2 separate regions of the Mus musculus genome follow, and region 2 is linked to region 1. Evidence: chromatin contacts called from public promoter capture Hi-C data. All regions are on one chromosome and are shown on one strand. The core of a region is the stretch at or near the end of the contact, and the rest is flanking DNA. Distances in the headings are between cores, read along the strand shown. Region 1 holds the start of Gpx3 (glutathione peroxidase 3). Region 2 holds the start of Tnip1 (TNFAIP3 interacting protein 1).

Region 1 (5,856 bases), core at 1,341-3,840:
ACAGCTGGGAAGACCCAGTGAGTTCCTACATGTGGGTTCTAGGAATCAAACTCAGGTCTCAAGCTTGGTTACAAGCATCGTCACCCCAGAGCCATGTTGCTGACCCTGTCAGCTGTGCTCAGTGTTTGACTCTGCTGGTGATGAGCTCCTGAATCTGCCAGTCTCTGCCCCACCACCTCACCATTGTTGGCACGTGTGTGGCCATACCTGGCTTTTTCATGGATGCTGGGGATTTGAACTCAGATCCTCTTGCTTCCATAACAATGATTTTACTCATCGAATTGTCATCCCAACACTCAAAATGACTTTGAGAAACTACTGACAGATGAAAACAGGCTTGGGCCAGCAGGACATGGAGATTACCTGCAGCAAGGGCCAAAGGCCTGGAAGGGTCATAGTACAGAGAGGCCTTAATTGTGTGCTAGCTGCCCTAAGAAATGAATAATGGCAACTGCCATGCTTTCTATGGGAGGAGAATAGGGCTCATGCTGGGGGCCCAGGCTAGCATAGGTCGGAGGGTGGTCTTGATAAATGAGCCATAGATTATACTCACCAATTGAGTCCCCAACCCCACCCCCACCCCCAGCTTCCTTCCTCTGGGTTCATAGAATCCCATAGCCCTATTCCTCCACCAGGGAGGCCAGAGAAGAGTACTGAAAGGGAACGAGGAACAAAAGGGGTGGGGCTGGGGGGGAATACACTGAGCTAAGCTTCCTGGATGCCTAGGGCTACTACTGGTCCATGTCTTCCCTATTCCATCTTCCTACACCCATTGGTGAGATGTTGGGAGCATGACAGGTCTGAGAGGTTGGAGATGGCAGCTGGACCCAGCTGGGCCTCTGGCAGTGTGTGACCATCCCTCCCCCTTCTCAGGATTCCAGCCTGTCAACTGTAAGATGGAGTGGGATTCAGGTCCACTTAAGGCCTTTCAGCCTTGACGTCAGCCTGTGCTCCCATGATGCTCTCTGCCTTGTGCAGTCAGTCACCTAGAAACCAGTGGTTACTAGGATGCCACGTCAGCAGCTGGTAGTCCACAGCTATGCAAAGCCTTCTGCAGCTGTAACCTGGACCAGACAGAGGCTTTCCCTGTCCTTGCCCCTCCCTTTGAGTGTAGAGGACATCTTTCAGTGGCTTTATCACACTGGGTCTGCACACGTCCCCTCCCTGTTCCCTTGTTCTGAAGTTGGATCCAGGCAAGCAGTTGAATCCCAGAAGCCAGAGCTGTAATGTGTTAACTCCAAGGACCTGGGAGCTCAGATGGGCATGCCTGGGCTGTGAGGAGCCAGAAGCTTCAGCTAGTTATGAGATAAGATAACACCACACCCTAAGACTTTTCTAGACTGCTCTCTCTCTTCCCTCTGAACTCACCCATCTCTCCTTCATTCTATGGACAGCACAAGGCCAGTGTGCTTTCCTGCAGCCTCCTCAGGACAGGATTCAACCCCCAACCCAAGCAGTTCCCACACTAAAGGCACAGGGCTAGTGCCCCCGTCCACCCCCACCCCATCTCCACACCACACCCCCTAATCAATCTCTCTCTCTCTCTCTCTCTCTCTCTCTCTCTCTCGGACATACAAGATCTTAGAAGGAAGACCCTGAGGATTTTAGAAACTCAAAGCTAGAGCCTACCCAGTTTTGTGCCCACGCATGCAAGTGTGCAGGGGTGCATGGTGTGCATGGTGTGTGTGAAGTTGGGGACCACAGTCTCTTTCTTTGGGTTCATGCTTTCTGCATTCTCACCCTAGGGAAGAGGAGAGGCCTACAGAGCCCACCCAGCACAGGCCTGACCAAGAAGATAAGCATGCCGGGGCATCTGCCCTCAGGCTCGCCATTTCTATTCCAGTTCAGGGTACCACAGCTAGACTAGGAGAGATGAAGCTCCAGAAGACTTCCTGGCCTGGGTTGGCTTCTCTAGCTACAGTGTCTGCTCCATGCATGGCAGGCCAGTGAACTGTGAATAGGGAAAGCAACTGCAGGGTTCCATAGCCTTCCAGCCATCCTCTCCAGCTACGCCCTGCTGATGGAGAAACTGAGGCCCAGAAAGGGATGCGCCCCCAAATAAAAATTCTTCCTGTCACAGATCTCTGCCTCCAGCGCCCTGGGATGAGTGAAGAAACCATCGGCCCACCCTCTTCCCCGGCAATTTTTTTTCAGGATTGTGGCCACCAGCGACCCCAAGATGACAGTGGAAGAAAATGTATAAACTCGGGAAAGACTGCCCTCCTGGGTTAGTACTGCCCTCTGAAGCACGCGGGTCTGTGTTGGAAGAGCGCAGAGACCGAGGGTTACAAGTGAGGCTCTCGGTGCCTCTGGGGAAGCAGTGGCTCTCCCAGTCGCGCAGTGGACACCTGGGTGCCATGGACTCTTCTTGAGCTCCGGAGGTTCACTCACCTTAGACTTCTCTTGTCCCCGGCCCGGCGGAACAAACCCGGCCAGGAGCAGGGACAGAAGGCAGGATGCCCGGAGGATCCGGGCCATGGCGGGCTGGGGCGCGTCTTGGGGTGGCCACCGTCCGTCTGAGGTGTCCGAAGCGCTCAGCCACATTTCAAGCCATCCACTGTGGCCAATCCGCAGCCAGGCGGGGGCTTCCTAGCCAATGGCAACGCGGTTAAGATTTAAAGGGCAAGACATACCCGCCCCTTTTTCCTCCTCTCCCCAGACCGGGGCGACGGTGACACAAGCCTAGGAGGAAGAGAAGGGGGCCCGGCTGCCTGGGAAGAACAGGAGATGGGCGCGGCCAAGGTTCTAGACAACACCCAGGACACAGCTTTTTTCCCCAAGCTCTGAAAACCTAGGGCCCCGAGGACTTAACATAGAACCCGTTAGTGCAAATAATAAGCACTGTGTGAGCCAGGTGTAGAGACTCACGCCTGTAATCGCAGAATCCAAAAAGCTGAAACAGGAGGATTGCGTAGGTTCAGTGCAATCTGCAGCCTTAGCTACAGACTGAGACCCTGCGCCAACTGGGAATGTAGCTTAGTGGTACAGCACTTGACCAGCTCGCATGAGGCCATAGGTTTATTCAATCCCCAGCATCAGCAAGCTAGAGGGATCTGTGAACGTGATTTTAAATTCAGCCTTCTCGGTTAGGTTGTGGGTGACAGCTCAGGAGAGTAGGAACCAGAAAATACACCACCACCACCTTTTTTTTAAATTAGCACATAAAAATTATGTGTCTATCTCTGTGGTCTTAAACTCATTATTTCCCTTCTCTGAGCCTCAGTTTCCTCTACTATAATGATGGGATTGGTTAATGAGCTCTAAGGTCTCCCAGGCTCTGACTATGTGATTTGCTTCTAAGCAGTAGGCCTAGTCCAGGAGTCTCTTGAGTGTACACAACAGGTGTTTAAATATTTGTTGAATCAATCATTAAATCATCAGATTTGTTTGTGCTTTCATATAAGGTCAGGCCAGGCATCTCTAGATTGAGAGCTTCCAGGCTTAATCCGGTCTGCAATAGAGGTTTGGTGCATCCTGCCTTGCTACCACAGTGGGCTGGAGAGCTGTTAGGACAGTCTTGGGCTGCACATCAGAACCACTGTGTTGAGCCTCTGCCTTCAGACTCATTGCAGAAGGGATTCGAAGGCCCCTGACCCCAGTCTTGGTTGTGTGAGTCCTAGATTAGGTGGCCTTCTGAAAAGTTCCTGACTCAGAGATGCCTCGAAGTACCATGCTTTTACTATGATTCAGGGAGTTAATGTGACCCGTGGAATTTGAAATTTTCTGCACTCATAAGGCCTGGCTCTATGGTGGGGCTGGTGAGATGGCTCAGCAGGTAAAAGCCCTCACAAGGCTGTGTAATAAAAGGGCTTGCAACTGATGACTTGAGTTTAATCTCCAGAACCAAGGGTGCAAGGAAGGAACGAACTGGTTTCTGAGAGTTGACTTCTAACCTCCAGCACAACAATAATAAATAAATGGATAAACTCATTGTGTTGAAGTAGAAAGAACCTGGAGACCAGGAAGCCCTTATACCATGGAGGCATGTGACTAGCTGACACAGTAGGTTTTTAATTGATATCACTATTCTAAAACCTTAAGTTCCTGAGGCCTAGCAACCTTGCAGTCCTTTATGAAAATTCCTGCAGTAAATTTGTGGCAGATAACCTACCAGAAGACAGTCTCTGGTCCATGTTGTTCTGTTGCCCTTTTTTTCTGTATCCTCTGGGAGTGACCCACTCACAATACTCAGGCTTTGGGTTTTGAATGACTGTGTCCATGAGCAGTGCTTGGTTGCATTGGTTTTGGTTTGGTTTGGTTTGGTTTTGTCAATTTGACACAAACTGGAGTCATCTGGGAAGAAGGAGCCACAGTTGAGGATTGCCTCTATCAGACTGGCCTGTGGGAGCATTTTCTTGATTGATAATTGATGTGGAAGAATCCAGGCCACTATGGGTGGTCTTCATGTGTATAAGAAAGCAAACTGCTGCTTGGATGTAGTGGCACAGCCTTTAATCCCAGCGCTTGGGAGACAGAGGAAAAAGTAAGTACATCTCTGTGAGTTCAAGGCCAGCCTGGTCTACAAAACAAGTTCAGGGACAGCCACAGCTACACAGAAAAACCCTGTTTCAAAACAAACAAGGGAGGGGGGGAGGAAAAAGGAAAGAAAGAAAGCTTTTGCATTCTACACAGAGGAGGCATGAGTCCCAAGGATTCTGCGGTGGCTAAGGAGGCTGAGATTGTGGGTGGCAAGTTCAAGACCAATCTGAGGAGCAAGCTCCAGGTCAGGCTCTACTATACATTGCAAGACCCTCTTACAAAAACAAAACGGGGGAACAAAGAAGCTTCCCCTCAAATAACCAATAGCTTGAACTACAAAGTAAAACTTTATATAAAACAAAAATGCCTTCCTTAAATTCAACCAGGCAAAGAGATGAGCCTGAAAGCTGGTGGCATAACCTGTGACCCCATTACTTGGGGCACTGTGTGGAGGATGACAAGTTCAAGGTCAGCCTGGGTAACTTAGTGCATGGTGGCACATGCCTTTAATCCCAGCACTTGGGAGGCAGAGGCAGGCGGATTTCTGAGTTCGAGGCCAGCCTGGTCTACAAAAAAAAAAAAAAAAAAAAAAAAAAAAAGAAAGAAAGAAAGAAAGAAAGAAAGAAAAAGAAAAAGAAAGATACAATGGGGGAATGTAGCTCAGTGTGCAGAGTGCTTGCCCCACACCACTGAGCCCTGAGACCCAGCTCCAGCACCACATAAATGGCAGGAGATCATATGCTCGAGACCAGCCTGAGCCTGTCTGAAGAGGAGGAGGAGGAGGAGGAGGAGGAGGAGGAGGAGGAGGAGGAGGAGGAGGAGGAGGAGGAGGGAGGCATAAACAATTGGATTAGATGTGAAGGTTCACACCTGTAATCCCAGCACCTGGGAGGAGGCTGAAGCAGAAGAATTACTGCATGAGGCCAACCTGGTCTGCGGAGAGAGTTCCAGGACAGTCCTGTATACAGTGAGAGCCTGTCTAGAGGACAGAGACATTGAGGGGGGACAGAGACAGAGAGAGAGAGAGAGACAGGGGGGTGGGCAACCTCTGAAGCTGATCTGGTAGGTTTGTTCCTGAGAGATGATCTCCACGGGGCAGCTTCCATTTGTCCTCGGGTTAAAGTTCAAATTCTTTTCAGTGACTCAGAACCTGCCACTTCATCTTCTGGCCTCTCTTCCAGTTCTGTCTTGCTCAGATGGACAGAACGGTTTCAGGTCCCAGCCTATAGCTCAGCCTCACCTGCAGCCTTTCTCTGTTGGCTCCTATCTGCCCCACCACCCACCTCCCCTCTTTACCTAATTTCCTTCTGCCAGGTCAGGACTCTGCTAACATCACTTTCTGAGCACTGCTCAGATCCACTGGGTTTGGTTTGGTTT
Region 2 (5,980 bases), core at 1,783-4,282, 60 kb before region 1:
TTTGGAGGCCAGGGCTGTCGAATCTGCACAGGGCTGGAGTTACACACAATTGTAAGCTTCCACCAACAAGGAAGATGGGAACTAAGCTCTTGTCTTCTACAACAGCAATGGATGCTCTAACTGCTGAGCCTTCTCTCGTCCCTTTGTTTATTTATTTTTTAAAGATTTATTTATTATTATAAATAAGTACACTGTAGTTGTCTTCAGACACACCAGAAGAGGGCATCAGATCTCATTACAGATGGTTGTGAGCCACCATGTGGTTGCTGGAATTTGAACTCAGGACCTCTGGAAGAGCAGGCTGTACTCTTAACTGCTGAGCTATCTCTCCAGCTCCCTTGTTTATTTTTTGAGATAGGATCTCACTATGTAGCCAGACTGACCTCAAACTCACTTCTGCCTCAGCCTCCCCCATGCTGGGTTTACAGATTCGCACCACCCAGCCCTGTTCTTGACAGTGCCCAGTGCCTTGAGGAAGAGAGTATGATGTGGGATTGAGCACTGGACTAAGAGTCTGGAAGGCCCCAAGTTACTCAGGGAGAAGTCACTTCCTCTGTCTGGCCTTCACTTCCTGCTGCAATGGAAGTGAAGTGATGCAATAGTCAGAGGCTCTCCCATCCTTCCCTGGGCAATCCCGACCTCAAGCGCACAGAAGCCACTGAGAAAAGAATTCAGCAAACTCTGCCCCAGCTCCCCTTCCGTGTGCCCGGCCTTCGCCATGGGCTGTGTGCAAGATGTGTGCCTATATCTTTAGTTCTCCCTTCTTCAAACTCCATGTCACACTTGGGACGAGTGGTTGCCAGTATTTTGTGCAGACACTTCTCAGTACAGAGTCTATTCCCTTTGTGGTGAACATCCTTTTTTGTGTTCTTCCTTGATTTTTTTCAGGTCTCAGCTGAGAAGTCACTTCCTGCAGGAAGGCTGCCCAGGCTCCCAAATCCCAACTAGACATCTGCCCTGGTACCTACAGCTCCCTGCAATATTTTTCCTGACAAAACACATCTTTTCCAGTGTTTGCTGTAACTATCTGATCATATGCCACAGCCTCCAGAACAGTGCCATCCAACAACACCCTCTGCAATGGTGCAGGGAATGGACAGACTTGTAGGCCCATGTGGTATTCAGAAACTGAAGACCAGACAGGAGAAATGACTTCTAAGTGAATTTAGTTAGGGGTTTCCTGACTCCCAGTCTAGCACTCTTTTCTACACCATACCATCTTCCTCATGGCACTGACCACTCTTCAAGGGCTCAAAGCCACATGCATAGTAGTACACACCTGTAACCTCAAGTCACATGTAGGAACAGCTGTCATCCTGGCTATACATCACAATGAAAGGTGCCTAATGCTATTAAGGAACTGAGTGTGTGTGTGTGTGTGTGTGTGTGTGTGTGTGTGTGTGTGTATGTGTGTGTGAGTGTGAGTGTGTAGGACATGTGCATATGTGTGTACATATACGTGAAGCCCAGCAGTGAACCTCAGGTGTTACTCCTTAGGTGACAACCATCTTGTTTTTTATGACAGGTTCTCTCACTGCCTCCGGCTCATCAGTTTAGCTAGACTGGCTGACCCACAGATCCCAGATATCCTGTCTCTGCCTCCCCAGCACTGGCCTGTGTGTATCTACACCAGACTTTTAAATTTGGGTGCTGGGGCTCAAAATCAGTGAGCACTTTACCCACTGAGCTATTTCCTCATTTCCTCAATTATTGCTTTTATTTAGGTTTAGTTAATTTACATTTGATCCACCATATGTGGATAATGGTCACTCAGTTGGATAGGACAGTCCTGAACTAGGGATAATCAAGAAAGCCTCTCTCACCCAGGTGGCCTCTTCCTATCTCCTCAGACATTTTTGTGGCAGGTAGTGAATGGCAGTGGGTAACTTTATATATGTAGTCAGTGGTTTACAAGGGGTGTCGACAAAGCATCTTTTGGCTTCTGGTACAGTTGCAGAAAGCAGACAGAGCAAGACTCAGTTTCCCACTTTGCAGTGGGTGTGACAGTGAGTGAGATGGGGGTCAGTGACACGTGCATGTGTGAGCAGTCATTTGTTGTGACAAAAGACTGACAAGCAGCATCTTAGAGGAGGGGTTTATGTTGGCTCCCAGTTTGAGGTGATACAGTCCACTCTGGTAGGAAGGCCTGGCAGTGTGGGAGTGGCTCTAAGCTGTGGTGGCAAGTGCATCCGGGGGCTCGCTCACATCTAGTGGATCAGGAAGAGCAGAGAAAGCAGAAAACAGTGCTTGAACAACCCTCTCCTGATCCCCACTTTTCATTCAGTCTGGAACCCCAGCCTCCCCGGACAGTGCTGTCCACATTCAAGGTGGGTCTTCCCTCTTTTGGAAAACCTCTCTGGAAAAGGCCTTACAGGCACACCCCAGGTGTATCTCCTCGAGACTTCTAAATCCAGTGAAGTTGATCATAGAGAATAACCATCACACAAAGCTCAGGAGGAAGTGGCATGCTCAGACTGCAGCTGGCAGGTTCAGAACGGGCCAAGGGTTTCCAAGTGTGGCTGGACATCCAAGTGAGACTCAGCAAGACTCAGCATCTGGGGAAGAATGAGAAACTTTTCCTCCTCTGGAGAGGATGCTTGGGAGCAGATGAGGCAGGAACAAGACAGGAGGACGTGAGCAGGATGCCTGGAGATTTCCCCAAGGCCACGCACACTGGAATCCCCCACTTTGAACAAAAGAGGAAACATATATCTCCAGGCCATCCCAGCAGGGCAGCCCAGGTGGCCTGTGTCCTTGTACCTGCCTTTGCTTGATTCCCAGCCCAGCTCAGGAGCCAGCAGGCTCTCAGCTCTTCTCCAGAGCCCCCTCCCCTTCCTGGAATCTACCACAAGTGACAGGCAGCCTGGGGAGCAACAGGTGGAGGCTGGCAAAGGGCCCTCTGCTCTGCCAGAGGCGGGATGGGGCCTCAGCTCGGCCTTGTGGGGCTGCCTGGTGGCTGGCTTCTCCATCATGGGGGAATTCCCCTCCTGCCTCAGAGTCAGCTCCGCCCAGCCCTCCTTCCTGCAGAAGCTCAGAAAGCCCAGCAACCTTCACAGGGACACAGGGAGGCATGGCCGCACTCACTGGGCACATCTTCAGATCACCTCGTGCATTCTCGGATGAGTGACCTGGGCTGAAGGTAGGTGTGACAAGGCAGATTCCAGGAGCGTCACACGGTAATGTCAAGGCCACCAGACCTTCCCAGCTGTGTGTCAGTAACTGCTTGGCCTCCTCTTCTCTGCCAGCTGGGGTCTTTTGCTCCCCAGCCTAGCTTGGTGGGCCCACCTAGGGCCTTGAATTCTGTGTCTCTGTTCTTCCCTGAGCCTCCTTTGCCCTCTGACCTCTGTCTCTCTCCCTCGTACTTGTTCTGACCAATCTTCTCTCCGAATGTCTGCAACTTTTCCAAAGGGAAGGAAAGAGAGACTTTCTCTTTTTCTGTACTATCCCTCTCTCTGAGGGGTGAAGGGGACTTTTCTCTTTCTTGTTCCCATATTTTCTTGTGTGTGAGAGGACATGTTTGCATTTGTGTCAGGCTCCCAGGAGCAGGTACATATATCGGTCCATGGGAGTGTTTATGTTTGTGGATGGTCTGGGTGTCTGTCTCTGTGTGAATGTGAATTTTGAGGGGGATGGTGTGGGATGAGCTGGGCAGTTTGGAAGTCTAAACCCAAACAAGGAAGGTTGGTGGAAACCCATCTTGCTCCCTGGGGGACACAATAGCTGTTGAGCCCCTCCTCAGCACTGGAATGAAGGAACCCCTCCCCTGTCTCCAGACTTCTTTGCTCTGAGGCCCACTGGCTCCTTCTGAGGGTGAACCTTTCACCGAGAACTTGAGGCCCTGGGAGTGGGGCCAAGGGCTGGCAGATGGTGGGGACTTCTTTTTTTGATAATAAGCAGTCCAGTTTTTCCGAAGCTGGTCAGAGGGCCAGCCTAGGGAAGTCCCTGGCTGGGGGAGGTAAGGGCCAGAGGCTGGGTCTGACTTTTGACAGTGACCTCTGGACTGCAGAATGAGGGAGGAATGTGGCGAGATTCTAGAAGACATGAGAAGGTATGGGGTAGATTGAGAGAGAAATGCTATTGGGGCCTGGTAGGGCTTCCCAGGATTGGGCAATGTTCTGGTCCTATGGGTCTGCCTCCCTTAGGGACTAATCTCTTCCCACTTCCAGGAAGATGATGAGGAGCAAGCTAGGATCCCAGTTTGGAGCCAGCTTGATACTCTGATTTGGAGTCAGGCGGGCCAGAGGGAGAGAAGCCAGAGAAGGAAAGACCCAGGACTCCTCGAGACCGTGGGAGGGGCCTGGCAGGGCCAGTGTATGAGGAGCTGGGAATTTCCCTGGTGTCATTGTCCTAGAAACCAGAGAATAACAGGCAGGTTAGGGACACAGGAGAAAGAGCCGGGGAGGAGAAAGAGGAGGACAAGGCTGGCGAGGAAGCCAGCAGCCGTGGCCAGAGGCCACCTCCTCAGACAGCTCTCAGTGAGATCCAGGCAAAGTGAGCCCCAGCAGTAGGCCTGAGATCCCCTGAGAGAGGAAGATCCACACTCCCTGCTGCCCCAGACCACAATGACCATGCTTCTTATCACTAGGGCCATTTCTCTCTGTGTGTGCCACAAACTGGCCCTGCTGTTGTCCCCATAGCCTTGCTTAGAAAGCTAGGTTACAGACCAGGAGTGAGTGTCAGGGTCAGAATCAAAGCCCAGACTTCAGGAGGTGGGAGGTGTCCTGGGAAGAGGGCAAGTTGTGAATGCAAATGCTTTCCTTCCTCTTGAGAGGATGACTGGGGGATGCAGAGATGGCTCAGGGGCTAAAGGAGCTTGTTGCTAAGTCTGACAACCCGAGTTTAATCCCTGGGACTCATGTAGTAAGAGAGACAGGACTCCTACATACAGTCCTCTGAGCTCCATTACATGTGCTGTGACATGTGCTAGGGAGACATACACACATGATACACACTTGTAATAAATAAATAAATAAATAAAAATAAATGTAAAAGATGATGCATGAACACAGAAAAAAACTGTGGCCTTCATAGCCTAGGAAGGTAGGTAGAATTAAAAATGCCTTTTTAGGCTGAGGGGAGCTGAAACTACAGACTCAGTTAATTTAGTGCCATTGTTGATGTTGTTGTTGTTTGTGTATGATTTGATGAGAAGGGGTTGCTTTGAGACAGAGTCTCATGTAGTCCAGGCTGGCTCTGGATTCTTGGTCTTGATGCTTCTGCCTCTGTAGAACTAAGATTGGGGCAGTCATCCAGTTGACATGCCATTTTTTCCTTTTCTTTCTTCTTTCTTCTGGCTGGGTCTCATGTATCCCAGGCTAGCCCCAAATCCCCTATGGAACTGAGCCTGACCTTGAGTTTCTGATCCTCTAGCCTCCACCCCTTGACTGTGGGGATTACAAATGTGTGCCATCACAGGCGGTTCTCTGAGGTACTAGGGATGGAATCCGGGTCTTGAGTAGGGTGGGCCAGCACCGTCTGTAATCGTCACCAGCACTCAAATCCCATTTCAGTCAGGGTCACATGTTTGTCATTCCTTATCTCTGTTAACCATCACCCAAATCTCCCTTTCTGATAATCACACACCCAAGAGCAGAAAGTACCTAGAATCCACACAGGGTTTTGTGTTCCGAGGTTGCCTCGGGCTGAGAGTCCAGGAAGAGATCCAGGATTGCTAAATGCTCCCACCCCCACCTCTCAGGTCCACTCTCCCCCAGCCCAGGCTCCTTATCTTCCACTCTAAGACAATAAGGCTCATACTTCTTTGATTCAAAATTCTATTTCCAGCCTGGGAATGAACCTTAGCTCAGTAGGCAGAGGGTAGCCTATCACACACAAAGCTAAGTCCCCAGGAGAGTTGAAAGGAGATGTGGGGCTACATCCCAGAACTCAGGACAGGGAGTCGTGAAAACCAGAAGTTGAATGTCTTCCTCACTAGAGAGTGATTTTGAGGCCAACCTGGGCTACATGAAACCCTGGCTCA

Evidence for each region. Promoter capture Hi-C pulls out the DNA fragments that hold promoters and counts their contacts.
Region 2: a contact with region 1 is called in a promoter capture Hi-C map of second pharyngeal arch cranial neural crest, with 4 times the contacts expected there. The contact joins the promoter of Tnip1 here to the promoter of Gpx3 in region 1. A contact is called at or near these places in 16 of 39 promoter capture datasets (the 3T3-L1 cell line, 3T3-L1-derived adipocytes, the C10 cell line and 11 more), 2 of 15 datasets of contacts at CTCF or cohesin (CD8 T cells and the NIH/3T3 cell line), 1 of 484 Hi-C or Micro-C datasets (bone marrow-derived macrophages), 7 of 115 datasets of contacts at active chromatin or transcription factors (the HPC-7 cell line, bone marrow-derived macrophages, embryonic stem cells and 3 more) and 3 of 9 other capture datasets (adipose tissue, liver and pancreatic islet).

The regions. Positions count from the first base shown.
Region 1 is chr11:54,899,588-54,905,443 of GRCm38.p6, reverse strand. It overlaps Gpx3 (glutathione peroxidase 3), which reads right to left and starts at 2,590. Exons shown (of 5, transcript NM_008161.4): 1 at 2,392-2,590. The coding sequence starts at 2,478.
Region 2 is chr11:54,959,992-54,965,971 of GRCm38.p6, reverse strand. It overlaps Tnip1 (TNFAIP3 interacting protein 1), which reads left to right and starts at 3,032. Exons shown (of 19, transcript NM_001199275.2): 1 at 3,032-3,139.